2 separate regions of the Mus musculus genome follow, and region 2 is linked to region 1. Evidence: chromatin contacts called from public HiChIP or PLAC-seq data. All regions are on one chromosome and are shown on one strand. The core of a region is the stretch at or near the end of the contact, and the rest is flanking DNA. Distances in the headings are between cores, read along the strand shown. Region 1 has its middle 8.9 kb from the start of Gm23972. Region 2 overlaps Tfap2a (transcription factor AP-2, alpha).

Region 1 (6,569 bases), core at 1,611-4,110:
TTACTAACGTTTCACAAACCTTTGACCTCACCTCCATTTTAGAAAGTAGACAACACCTGCTAAGATCATTTACTTCCTTAATGAGTAGATTGTTAAAAAAAATGACTTAAAAAACCCTCATGTTTCACACTGAATTCACAACCAAATGCCACTTGCTAAGTGGACAACAGAGTTTCTGAAAAGACCGTAAGGACCCACTTGCTACAATTAACATTGATACAAGAATGTGACATGTAATTGGATGTCTTTGTGGGTGAAAGGTAGGCTGTTGATCATTCCTTTTCACTCTGTGTTACTTATGGGCATGCATTCACACAAGGGAACAGTCATGGGTGATCCCATAGCTGGGTTGTTTTAAGTCCCTTGGTTCAACAGTTTGATCATCACCTTTTGGGCAAGTCTGTTTCACGATGGAAGGACACCACCTTTGTAGCATTGGACCATGTTCCCTGGTGCAGTCTTTAACTTAGCATAAATCAAGCAATTGCCAAGCAAAGAGGATTGAACACTTCTCAGATTACAACTGCAATACTGTAGATGTGAAAGAGGCTGGAATAGAGCAACGGTACATCATTACTAGGAAGGGTACACAAAGCCTTTCCAAAACCAACACTCAGTTATCTACAGCTTCTTTGAAGCAGCTATCTGGAACCAGAGTCAGCAAAACATTTTTCCAGCCAAGCCATCATTAGAATACACCTGCACTGTTAAAAGACGGTGTCCCTAAATGGCCCATTTTCTTCTCCCTCTCCACTTTGTACGCCAGATGTTTGGGCTTTTTGTTTGTTGAAGAGTATGTGGAGTTCCCATATGTCCTTTCCAAAAAAAATCATAGCTTTTAAAAATAAAGCTTTCTCCCCAAATGGCAGCAGGCCACAGATGAAGGCCAACATGTGCTAGAACTCAGGACAGCTGTTGTTATGATTACATTTTTATGATTTATTTGTGAAGTACTTGACAGGCACTGCTCTTAATGTCTCATTTCCATTGGAAGGAATGGCAGGGCAGTACCGTCTTCTTGGGTTCATTGCTGTTACTGTTAGTTTTGAGTGCTTGTGGAAGTTAAAAAATTATCTTCATGTGTGTCCTCTAACAATCGGACTTGGGGCTGTCTTTTGACTGTGTTGCCTCCCATTGGCTCCCCTTCCCTAGCTGGACTCCCAGGTTGGCTCTCAGTAGGAGAGGATATCCTTAGTCCTGCTAGGACTAGATGTCCCAGAGTGGGATGATGCCAATGGGGGTCCTTCTCCTTCTCTCCGGAGAAGGGAAGAGGATAATGGGGCAAGGGATTTGTAAGGGTTCGACTAGGAGAAGAGGAGGGAGGGGGCTGCAATTGGGATGTACAGTGAAGAATAAGGAAATTCTTGAAAATACTGACTTTTGTCAATGAGTCGGTGACAGAGCCAAATGCTTAACACACAAATCTCTCTTTATTCCCTTCCAAGCAGCTCAGGCCTGAGTTTCTACTTCTTACTCACCCTTTTCTATGACAGCTAAATGCATAGTGATATTTAAGACCCTACCTTACATAATCAAACGATACCTTGGGTTGACAAGTTGGCTGGATGGTCCAAGGACTCAGTGCCAAACTTGATGAGCTGAGTTTGATCTTAGGAAGCCACATGGTGAAAGAAGAGAACTGACTCCAGCAAGTACTCCTCTGATTTACTCCTGTATAGCACAGTGCACATGTGCATGTGCATACATGAGTGTATATGTGTGCGCTCACATTCGTGTGTGCACGTGCATGCGCAAACACACACACACACACACACACACACACACAAGATTTTTCTTTTGTTCCTGTTTCAAAAGTTTTCCTCTTTGAAAATCGCATCTCATTCCTTCAGAAGTCACACAGGATTTTTAGAAAGTAAGACTTATTCAAGTCTTTTGTACCCAAGTGCACAATTTTCTTTTTTCTTTTCTTTTTTTTTCGAGACAGGGTTTCTCTGTGTAGCCCTGGCTGTCCTGGAACTCACTCTGTAGACCAGACTGGCCTCGAACTCAGAAATTCGCCTGCCTCTGCCTCCCAAGTGCTGGGATTAAAGGTGTGTGCCACCACGCCCGGCTTCTTTTTTCTTTTTAATTTTATTTGTAATTCATTTTTTACACTCCATAGTCCATTCTCCGCCCCTCCCCATCCACCCTCTTACTGCTCCACATCCCCCATCTTCTCCCCACTTGACCCCATCTTTACGTGGATGCCCCTCCCCCCGCCCCACCTGACCTCTAAACTCGCTGGGGCCTCTTGAGGGTTAGGTGCATCATCTCTGAATAAACACAGACCCGGAAGTCCTCTACTGTATGTGTGTTGGGGCCTCATATCATCTGGGATCTTCAGGAAGTAAGATTTATTCTAGTCCTTTGTACCCAAGTGCACAACTTTTTTGAAATCCATGAGATACGTAATTTGAGACCCCTTGAAGATGCCTGAAGCATTAACAATTAATTAAATTGCTGGCATCACTATTCTTAAACTTTGGGGTTTTATTATTTAATTGGACAAGATAGCTTGAGTAGAGGCATTTCAACACTGTGACATTCAATTTGGTAATCTAAACAATTCATGTGTGGGTTTCAGCATCAAAACACTGGATAAAGGTTTGAGTATCAGACCAAGAGGGACAGAGAGAAAAGTATCAACTCTGTTGCAAGTCTTATGGTGCAGAGGCTCAATTCATGAATTATTTCTAGAACTTCTACTTAGTGTTTTTGGACTGTACTTGATGGTAGGCAACTGAAGCTGTAGAAGATGATGAAATCATGAATCATGGAGGACAGGACATGAGTAATACTTTTCAGCCCTGTAAACAACTGCAGTTATAACTTAGGAAGAAAAATCCCACTGGTAAAAAGAAAGGCCATCACCACCACCACCACCACATGTTACATAGCTACAGTGAGTTCACCAGCGTGAGAACTGGAGCTAACAGTCCCCATGGAGAGAGAGAGAGAGAGAGAGAGGTATTATAGTTTCTTTAATTCTTTTTTTTCTTTCCATTTTTTATTAGGTATTTAGCTCATTTACATTTCCAATGCTATACCAAAAGTCCCCCATACCCACCCACCCCCACTCCCCTACCCACCCACTCCCCCTTTTTGGCCCTGGCGTTCCCCTGTTCTGGGGCATATAAAGTTTGTGTGTCCAATGGGCCTCTCTTTCCAGTGATGGCCGACTAGGCCATCTTTTGATACATATGCAGCTAGAGTCAAGAGCTCCGGGGTACTGGTTAGTTCATAATGTTGATCCACCTATAGGGTTGCAGATCCCTTTAGCTCCTTGGGTACTTTCTCTAGCTCCTCCATTGGGAGCTCTGTGATCCATCCATTAGTTGACTGTGGGCATCCACTTCTGTGTTTGCTAGGCCCCGGCATAGTTTCTTTAATTCTATTCATGATAGTAACTCGCACGTCCTCAGAATTCCTTCTACTTTCCAACATTCAAAAAGGCAGCACACTCCTTCCCTGCCTTTGAAGAGCTTCCTGTGACATTGTTCACTTATAATTATGTCATGTTGCAGTGTACCGTGTCATTTTATGCTGCATGGTACCAATCTGGGACTTCGCTCATGAGGTGAATTATTTCCCTTGTTCAATTAGTTTGAATTTTCGAATCTGAGATTAGTTAATTAATCTTTGCTGACTTTCGCTCTCATCACAACTGAACCGTAGGAATCAAGATATCATAGAACCAGGAGCAGGCCTATCATGCTGCTGAGCGCTCATCCACAGATGGTGTTTTAGCAAACCTATAGTTGGCAGGAAGAGTTTTGAATTTTCTACTCTAAATTAATAGACTCGGCAACATGTCCAACTACTAAATTCATGTTACGATTAAATCGAAATTTATTTTCAATCTTTGTAAAAAGCTGTTTTTCTTTTTAGGCTTACTTTTGATGCTTTGAGACAGGGGCTTGCTATGTAACTTAGGCAAGCCTGGAACTCAGTAGAGCAACCAACTGGCATAAAGTGTACCCTGCTCCTCCTGCCCTTTCTTCCCAAGTGTTGGAATAACAGGTATGCACCAATATTATTAGATCATGCCTTTACCCCTGGTTCACTCTTTTAAATGCATCAGTTTTTATTATTTAATTTTAGGACATATTTATTATATGTGTATAAGTGTTTTAGTTGTATGTATGCATGTACACCACATGCAAAGCAATGCCTCCAGAGGACAGAGGAGGGCATCGGATGCTCTGGGACCAATGGTTCCATACCATTGGTCGGGAGGCACCACGTTAGTGCTAGGAACTGAATTTAGATCTCTAAGAGCGGTGAGTGCTGACTCATTTTTTTTCAGGCACCCTCCAACTCCCCTTTAAAAATTATCTTTATAATTACCATTGGCTTTTAAAAAGATTCCAATTCATGATCAGCAGAGCAACCATAGCGTAACAATACATGCTTTTAAAAGATCAAGAATTGTTCATTTACTTAAATAATTTAAAAAGTGTGCAGTAATTCAAATATATTTCAATCACCCTTCTGCCATAAGAGAATCTATGTACTATATTTTATATATTGTTAAAAAGAACTTTAATTTTGTAGAATTGTATAAATGACTTTCTTTCATCTGACTTCTAAAAGTTTCTGTGTGTGTGTGTGTGTGTGTGTGTGTGTACATGCATTTGTGTGCACTATGAGTGTTCAGGTGCCCATGGAAGCCAGATAGTGTTGATTACCCTAGAACCAGAATTTACAGGTTGGGATTGGGGTTGGGGTTGGGGTTGGGGTTGGGGTTGGGGTGGGATTTGAGGTTGGGGCTGGGGTGAGGTTAGGGTCTCTGTTCACAGCACCTGTCAATGAGCGCTATGCTAGGTGTATTACATTTTTTAATGTAGAATCCTCTGAATGTAGTCAGCCTAGGAGTATTTTATCCCATTTTATTGATGAAGAAACTGAAGCTAAGTGAAGCATCTCTGTTTGTCTAAATCATCAAGAGAGTGTGGAGCAAAGGCAGAGTTTGAATATAGTTTCAGTAAGTAAACAAATAAATAAATAGCATGTACAACTACATACATCTTTTTAGTGTACCAACTTCTAGGAATTGCAATTAAAATTGAGCTGCCTTGCCACGTGATTGCTGTGTTGGACATTTTCTTATGTTGAGAATGGCTGACTGTTTAGCTTCAGTTTAGTCACACACCTCTAACCACATTTCCCCTCACATTCCTGTCTGCTTTATGATAAGACCTAAGGTTGACACCAAAATGTCTCACCAATTGCCAGTAAGTGAGATGTGCTCTGACCAGCAAAATTCATTCAGCAGATTCCCCACCTACTCTCAAGGGGGACAGGAATGAGGTTCCTTCAAGGTTGCTGGTATTTACAGTTTCCCATTGTGTACCATTGTACACTTGCCCAAGCTAACAGCCACTCTCTAGGCAGCACCCCTGGCTTACTGTATATTAATAGAATATTGATATAGCGAAAAGTGCTGTTGTGGGATTCATCCTTTGGTAAATCCTCCACCGTCTGCAGTTTTACAGAGCCATTTAATTAGCGATTTTACAACCTCCTCTCTTCTCATTAAATTAATTAATAATTAAGTTCAAATATAGGCATCTTTAATGTCATAATTATATTTCAGTTTTATGGTCACTGGAGTTTAGCTCATTAGGGGAGGCACTCATAAACCACAGCCCTGTTTAGTGGCTGAAGGCCATCTATGCCACCAGGCTGATTTGAAGCACATCTATGCCACCAGGCTGATTTGAGTTGATGTTTTAATTTCTCTGCTTCTTGAGGGGGCATGGCCAGGTTGTGGAGAGAAATTTCAGTCTTTGTCCTCCGTGAGCATAAAATAACAATTGCAGCAGCAACATCAACAAATGGAATCTACAATAAGTACCCTCTGATCCTTCCAGTCCGCTGACTTCTCTGTCTCCCTTGACTATTTTTGTAACATCGGTCCTTACAGTGTGCTCTGATTGGATCAGATCTTTCCACCTTTGTGCTGCCAGGAAGCTCAGAGTAGCCAGGTCCAGAACTTGTGAGTGATGTCTTCTGATTGCCATCATGATTTACGAAGTCCGTAATGGCCTTTCACACGATATGGCAGGCTGTGCATTCCTTTAGACAGAGTGGATTTATTTCAGCCATTAGCACTGATTAAACCAGCTTAGTAGAAGAGGCAAAACAAAACTTGTCTTTGAAATTGTTCTTATTTAATTTTGCTCGCCCTCGCATAACCCAGGACAGTGCTAATTATTCCTTGATGGAGCTCATATTTCTAATGTAATTCATATGTAAATTCTAATTTCCTTCATCTGGATATGTTTGTGTTCCTTGTCTCCTTTCAGGCAGGAACACAAACAGAGAATTAGAACTGTTTAGAAATGGAAACTTCATGTTGCCTTTTCCTGGCCTGGCTTAGATTTGCTTGCTTCCTTGCTCCTAGGTTAGAACTTGATGATGTTACAAGGTTAAGCTTCAAGTCCGTAGTTCGAAGTGAAAATTAAAAAAAAAAAAAAAACTTAATGCTTTAAGGGGATTTGATTTCCAGAGTTGTGACTTGCATCCTCAAATGCTAGCAGAAGTTTGACCATCTAAACTTTCCCTCA
Region 2 (5,742 bases), core at 2,709-5,208, 870 kb after region 1:
TTACTTTGTGGCCAGGAGCATGTTTTTTCTTGCCACTTGCTCATTGGGATCGGAATGTTGTCGGTTGAGAAATTCTGCTACTGCTTTGGCAGGAAATTCAGTTTCGCACACGTACCCAAAGTCCCTGGCTAGGTGGACGGCTTCTCCTGGCAAGAGGTGGAGGAGGGAAGTGAGGGCCAGAGAACCACGGACTTGGGATCAAAGTTTCCCCTCCACACCCAACTCCCTAAACTTTCTTCACCAAAAGTTGGAAGGAACAGAAACCACTTGTTTCCTTTCTTTAGACTTTTCTTCTTCTCTGTGCGATCCAGAGAGCAAACTCAGCAGTGCCTAGCTGGCTTACAAGGCCAAGAGGGTTTGAAAATGTTAATCTCGCCCATCCCCACCCCCACCCCCATCCCCGACTGCAGTTTCCTCGACTTCTGTTTGAAAATGGCTGCCCTGTTCCACCCTCACACCTATCAACACACCCATCAGTGGCGCTTCCTAATCACTCCTTGAGCATTTCAGCAGGCGAACAACCGAGAAAGTTTACATTTTAACTTGATCACATACAATTATCTGTTCATCCAAGCCGATTAACCAAGAGGATTTGAGGGTCACTCCACTGAGTCTGTCTGTGTTGTTGATTTTCGAATCTTTGGTTTTAATTTCCTGAACCAGTTGGTTTTTACTGCGGGGCTTCCTGCCATTAGCTCCGGCTCCGGAAGAACGCATGCGCCAATTAGAGCATCAAAGCCCTCTCTGCAGAGCTTGTTTCCATAAAATGGTGCGGATCACAAACAATAACAGTTCTCCAGAAACTGCCTCCCCTCTGCCTCACTCAACCCCCAGACCCAGACCAGTGCCTCACGCTCTACCCTCAGCTTCCACCACCATTTTCCTGGCATATAATTTGGGGATTATGATATGGACAGCAGGATCTCTATACACTACCATTATTTTAACATAATGTTGCTGGGTTTGAATTTCTGGCCCTAAACAATAGATTTTTTTTAAGTTACATTATCACCACCTTCAACACCATTTAACACCCAGAAATCCTAGAATGCCTTCTCAAAAACATTGTTTCCAATGTTCTCGAGAAACTTTCAGATTCTTAGATTCCATGGCAATATCTCCCTCGATGCACTATGCAAATAAATTATGCCTCATTAAAACATAAGTGGCTAGCTTTAAATCTGCCTGGTAATAAATCTCCATCTTCTTATTTTTCTATTAATGTGAGATATAACAAGACACAAAGGAGAGCTATTCCCTGATTCCCAACCTTAAATGAACTGAGTATCAGAAGAAGTTGGGAATCTAGGAAGCAGGATGGTGAGTGAGCAGATTCTGGTGACAGCTTTTGGGTAGCTGGCCAGGGTGGCTTTTTGTCTTAAGGACTTTGAAGGGTGGGTGTGTGTGTACTAAAGGGGAGGCGGGGGGGGGGGGGAGCCGGAGTAAAAAACTCTTTTACAATTTGTCTGTTTCTTCTTCTCTTTCTGTATCAAACAATCCAGATTCTAGAATTGCTCACTTTCTGCCCCTCCTGGAGAGAAGACACACAATGGAAACAAGAGGTAGGAAGTATATGGCTGGAAACCAACAACCCACAAGGGCTTTTAACCCTGAGCTTTTGGGACAGTCTTAAAGCAGGATGCAGGTCAGAGATTCCCAAATTCATTCAGGAAGTAATGGTCACGCATTTCTCAAATGCAGATGTCAGAATAACTTAAGTGATTTACTGCTGAGTTCTTTCCAGGAGACAGGAACTTGGGGAATGTGTAGTTCTTAAATTTGTTCACTGTTTAGGTCAGGTTTGAGCTGAGGGTAGGGTGACTCTGCCAGACAGAGGAAGAAGAACATATAGGCACGAGTCTATACAAATAGGCTTTGGATCTTTTGTTTTATTTTGTTTTGTTTCTTGTTTTTTTCCTTGGCATCCCAAATTCTTTTCAATTCCCAGTTACATTCCATGGAAAAGTGAAGCCACCCAAAGGACACAAAACACACTCAAACATCTGGCTACTAAATATTATCCACCCCACCCCACCCCCAAGTTGACAGTTCCCTTCCAGATAGCAAGCAGATCTGTTTACCTTCCACTAGTGACGTGAGGAGGGTAACGTTGGCAGCTTTACGTCTCCCTGCTGGCAGATTCAATCCTATCTTGTCCAGTTTTTCTCTTAAAGATCTCCCTCCATTCTTAGACTTCGCTCTGTTTCAGAAACATGGGAGGCAGGGGTGTTAAAAAGATTGATTTTTCTCTTGTCACATCAGAGTCATTCTGAACACTTTCTAAAATGTGTTCTTAAAAACTGAGGGTCATGGTTCCAAGGCAGGAAAAGAGAGAGCAAGAAGGAACTATATAGAAAGATCATGGAAGATGAAAGGCATAGTTGTCATTGCAACTATTGTGGCAGGTTGGGAACTTTCCATTTTCACACACACACACACACACACACACACACACAGTTCTGATTGCAAGAGTTGGAGGTATTCCTGAGTTCCACTGATAACTGTGTTGCTTTCCCTGTTGCTATAATCCCAGCAAAGCCCAGTGGGGTCTTTAAATTGTCTTCACAAGATCTGCTGTTAGGTTGTTCCCAGTGACCAAAGTTATCATCGCGCTCTCATTTCATGTCCTGGCTTTGATCCCAATGGGAAATGCACCTTGCCAAGTGTTTACATGCCATGTCAGGAGCATAACTGGAAATGTCAAGAGGCTGATGGCTGATATCAGCCTTCAAAATTTTTCCCTGATTTCAGAAACAATGGAGTCACTTCTAAATAGATGTCTAAATAGACTCCCATAATCAGAAAGTGGTTAAGATAAATTGTTTAAATAAAACAGCAAATTAATTAATTTCAGATTTTATTCCCTACTCAAGTGGGTCTTTAATTGTGTGGATTAGATTATACTCCCATAGGTGAGCAGTCTCCGATATTGGGGATGGGGGGAGGGGAGGAAAAAGCAGAGGGCAGAGAAAGATCTGTGACAGTAAAAGATAACTAAGGAAAGCCGCTGGTATTAACTCTGCAAAAACCCTCTTAGAGTATGTAGGTGGGCCATACCCACCAAGGCCCAACTGAGAGTTATTAATATACAGGAATAAAGTTAGACAACGAATTACAGGTCTTTTGTAGAGAGGAGAGTAAGAGACATACTCTTTGGCCAAATTTAATACTAGGCCTACAACTCACACCATTGGATAGATCCCTAAGAACACACCTGGCTCTGAAACTTTTCTCTCTTTAGACTCTACCTCCCTGGCCCTTGTGAAAAACAGGACTCACTCACTTCAGAGAGGTGAGACTCCTGTGTTAATGGATGCGACTACATATAATGAACAGAAACCTGTCACACATCACAGCAAATCAGAACGTCAAAAGAACACCCCCCCCCCCCCCCCCCCCGTACAGAGACTGGAGTGGAGGTAGAGGTTCCTTATGGCAGGAAGTGCCAGCAACCAGGGATGGGAGGCACGCAGCAAGCAGAAGTCACTCTCTTTCTTTACTTGAAAACCTGTCTGTTAAATCTCCACTCAAGACCCTACAGTGTAGTAAGGCAAAGCAAGGAGCCCGGAAGCTTTTCTGAGCTTGTAACCTGTGCGCAACCAGGGAAAAGGCAGCAGCACGGCGCCCCACGGCTGCCAAGGCTGGGACTGAGCCCCAGACGTAGAAAACTGCGCCTGCGTGCTGCAGAAAGCGGAGTTCCCGAGTGCGCAGGCGCGTTGCCTCACACCCCACCCCCGCCTTCAGCCACGCCCACAAAGCGCCACTCTTTTCTCTCCGCCCCTTTCACGTCGCGCGTGCAGTACAGCTACCGGCCCAGCGCAGGCGCACTGGGGCCGGGTTCCCGGGGTGGAGCGGGGCGGGGCGGGGCCGGGTGGGGCGGGGCGGGGCCGGTCCGAGCCTCACCTCCGCAGTACTCCGCCCAGGAGCGACGCGTTAAGACACTCGGGCGGTGAGAGGCGCCGCTGTACTTCCGCCACCGTGACCTTGTACTTCGAGGTGGAGCTGAGGAGCGACAGGCGACCCGGAACTGAACAGAAGACTTCGTTGGGGTTTACCACGCCACCGAAGAGGTTGTCCTTGTTAATAGGGATGGCGGAGACAGCATTGCTGTTGGACTTGGACAGGGACACGGGGCCTGCGAAGACAGATGCGGGCGCGTGTGGGGGGCGGACCGACCGAGCGCTGCTCAGCTCAGGAATCCCGAGGCGGCATCCTGCCCTGACCCTTGCAGCAAGCTGTCTAGAGATGGCTGATGCTGTCGCGACCCCCTAGGCTCTCAAAGGGCTCCGAAGTGATGCAGGAGCTTGGGTTTAGGGAGGCAACGAATGGGTTTTATGTGTAAACCCGAGACAGGGTTGGTGTAGTGGGGGTTTTGCTGGCGAAAGGCTCAGTGCCAAAAGAAATTGCTGTTAAAACCAGCAGACAGTTTCGATTGCTGCAGCAGCCAGTAAATGAACATTTCAGTAAGCTAGCAAGTGGTGGATTCTGTTATCACACACTACACGTCCGTCCTTTCATCAATAGACCCTTATGTTCCATTTAAAAGACACTCGGGCTTTGGAGATCATTCCAAGCCCGTGAACAGGACTCAAGAATAGGCCTACAGTTGAACATTAGGAATGCATCCTTTTGTTGAGCAAATACTAAATGAACCCTGTCTGTCTAAGCCCCTTCAAAGGGATGGGGGTTAGGATATATAATCAGTTAAAACCATAAGCTCTTCATTGTTGGATCTACCATTGTTAGAAAACAAATTCAAGACCATCAGAACAAGGGGTTCATTTCTTAACACATGAAATTCAGATGCACCTACAACCGTTTAAGTTCAATGCGTTTGTATCTTAAAATTCCACACAGAGACATATAATAATATGCACAGTCTCATCATAGCACCTCTCATGTTTTTGTTTTGTTTTGCCTTTAAATAGGGATATTCTACTTGTATGGGGAGGTGAGGGCCTCTAGGTTTTGGATAGATCACTTGTGACATTAATAGCTCTGGGGAGGCTAATAGAGACAATAGGAGTTAAACGAACTCGGGAGAGATTACTAATAAAAGAGCCAATTATCATGTCGACTTGGAAAGAGTACCTCTTAACATTTATCCCTTACACATCTAATTTGACATGACAAAGATTTCACAGATGCAAAAATGAAACTTTAAACTAGCTAACAATATACTGATTCGGGGGTTAGAAATGAGAACAGTTTTATATAGCATCATCCTCTGGTGGTGCCCAGAATCCTGAAGTACCTGCCACCATAACAACAAAAGTACTGCTGCTGCATTTAATACAAGAAACTTTATTTCTACCCACTAAGCACAATGCAGATGATAAACCCATGCAAATTATGTAACATCTTTCTTTTCTATATACATAGGTCAACAGTGGGCATCTTCAAGATACTAATTTTAACCAAAAGCTAAATTTTTGCTAACCTAATTCAAGTTTTAAAGCCTTGAAACTCAATCAAGAGACTAGAAACTAAATCAGAGATCTCGAAAGTTGTCCTCCCCTGATAGGGTGCATTTTTTCAATCTGACTTTTTATTAATATTAAATTATTTGTATTATTTCAGCTTGATACACTTTTGAACCCTCATGGCCTTTAACTGCACACAATTAATTAACTATGAGACTATTTCCAAATCGAAATGCCACTTCCAAATCAGGTCAACTAGTGCACATTTCACTTTGTGCAAATATCATTAAACTACATTCAACGCTGAAATCCCGATTAG

What was found. HiChIP or PLAC-seq counts read pairs in DNA pulled down with a chosen protein or histone mark.
Region 2: an H3K27ac HiChIP or PLAC-seq map of embryonic fibroblasts shows a contact between it and region 1, with 7 times the contacts expected there. The contact joins two enhancer-like sites. A contact is called at or near these places in 13 of 39 promoter capture datasets (the 3T3-L1 cell line, 3T3-L1-derived adipocytes, cranial neural crest and 6 more), 1 of 484 Hi-C or Micro-C datasets (adipose-derived mesenchymal stem cells), 13 of 115 datasets of contacts at active chromatin or transcription factors (astrocytes, bone marrow-derived macrophages, craniofacial prominence and 10 more) and 2 of 9 other capture datasets (liver and macrophages).

Annotation. Positions count from the first base shown.
Region 1 is chr13:39,846,826-39,853,394 of GRCm38.p6, forward strand. No RefSeq gene overlaps it. Among named protein-coding and RNA genes, the nearest start is that of Gm23972, 8.9 kb to the right of the region's middle. Within about 2 kb of position 2,861, at least 25 of the 459 cell types and tissues checked have an H3K27ac peak or open chromatin away from gene starts, as enhancers often do. A contact at or near this core is called in adipose-derived mesenchymal stem cells and embryonic fibroblasts, where this site is marked.
Region 2 is chr13:40,719,188-40,724,929 of GRCm38.p6, forward strand. Tfap2a (transcription factor AP-2, alpha) reads right to left here. Exons shown (of 7, transcript NM_011547.5): 4 at 3,904-4,135; 5 at 2,082-2,200; 6 at 5-146. Among named protein-coding and RNA genes, the nearest start is that of Gm26688, 5.7 kb to the right of the region's middle. Within about 2 kb of position 3,959, at least 262 of the 459 cell types and tissues checked have an H3K27ac peak or open chromatin away from gene starts, as enhancers often do. A contact at or near this core is called in adipose-derived mesenchymal stem cells and embryonic fibroblasts, where this site is marked.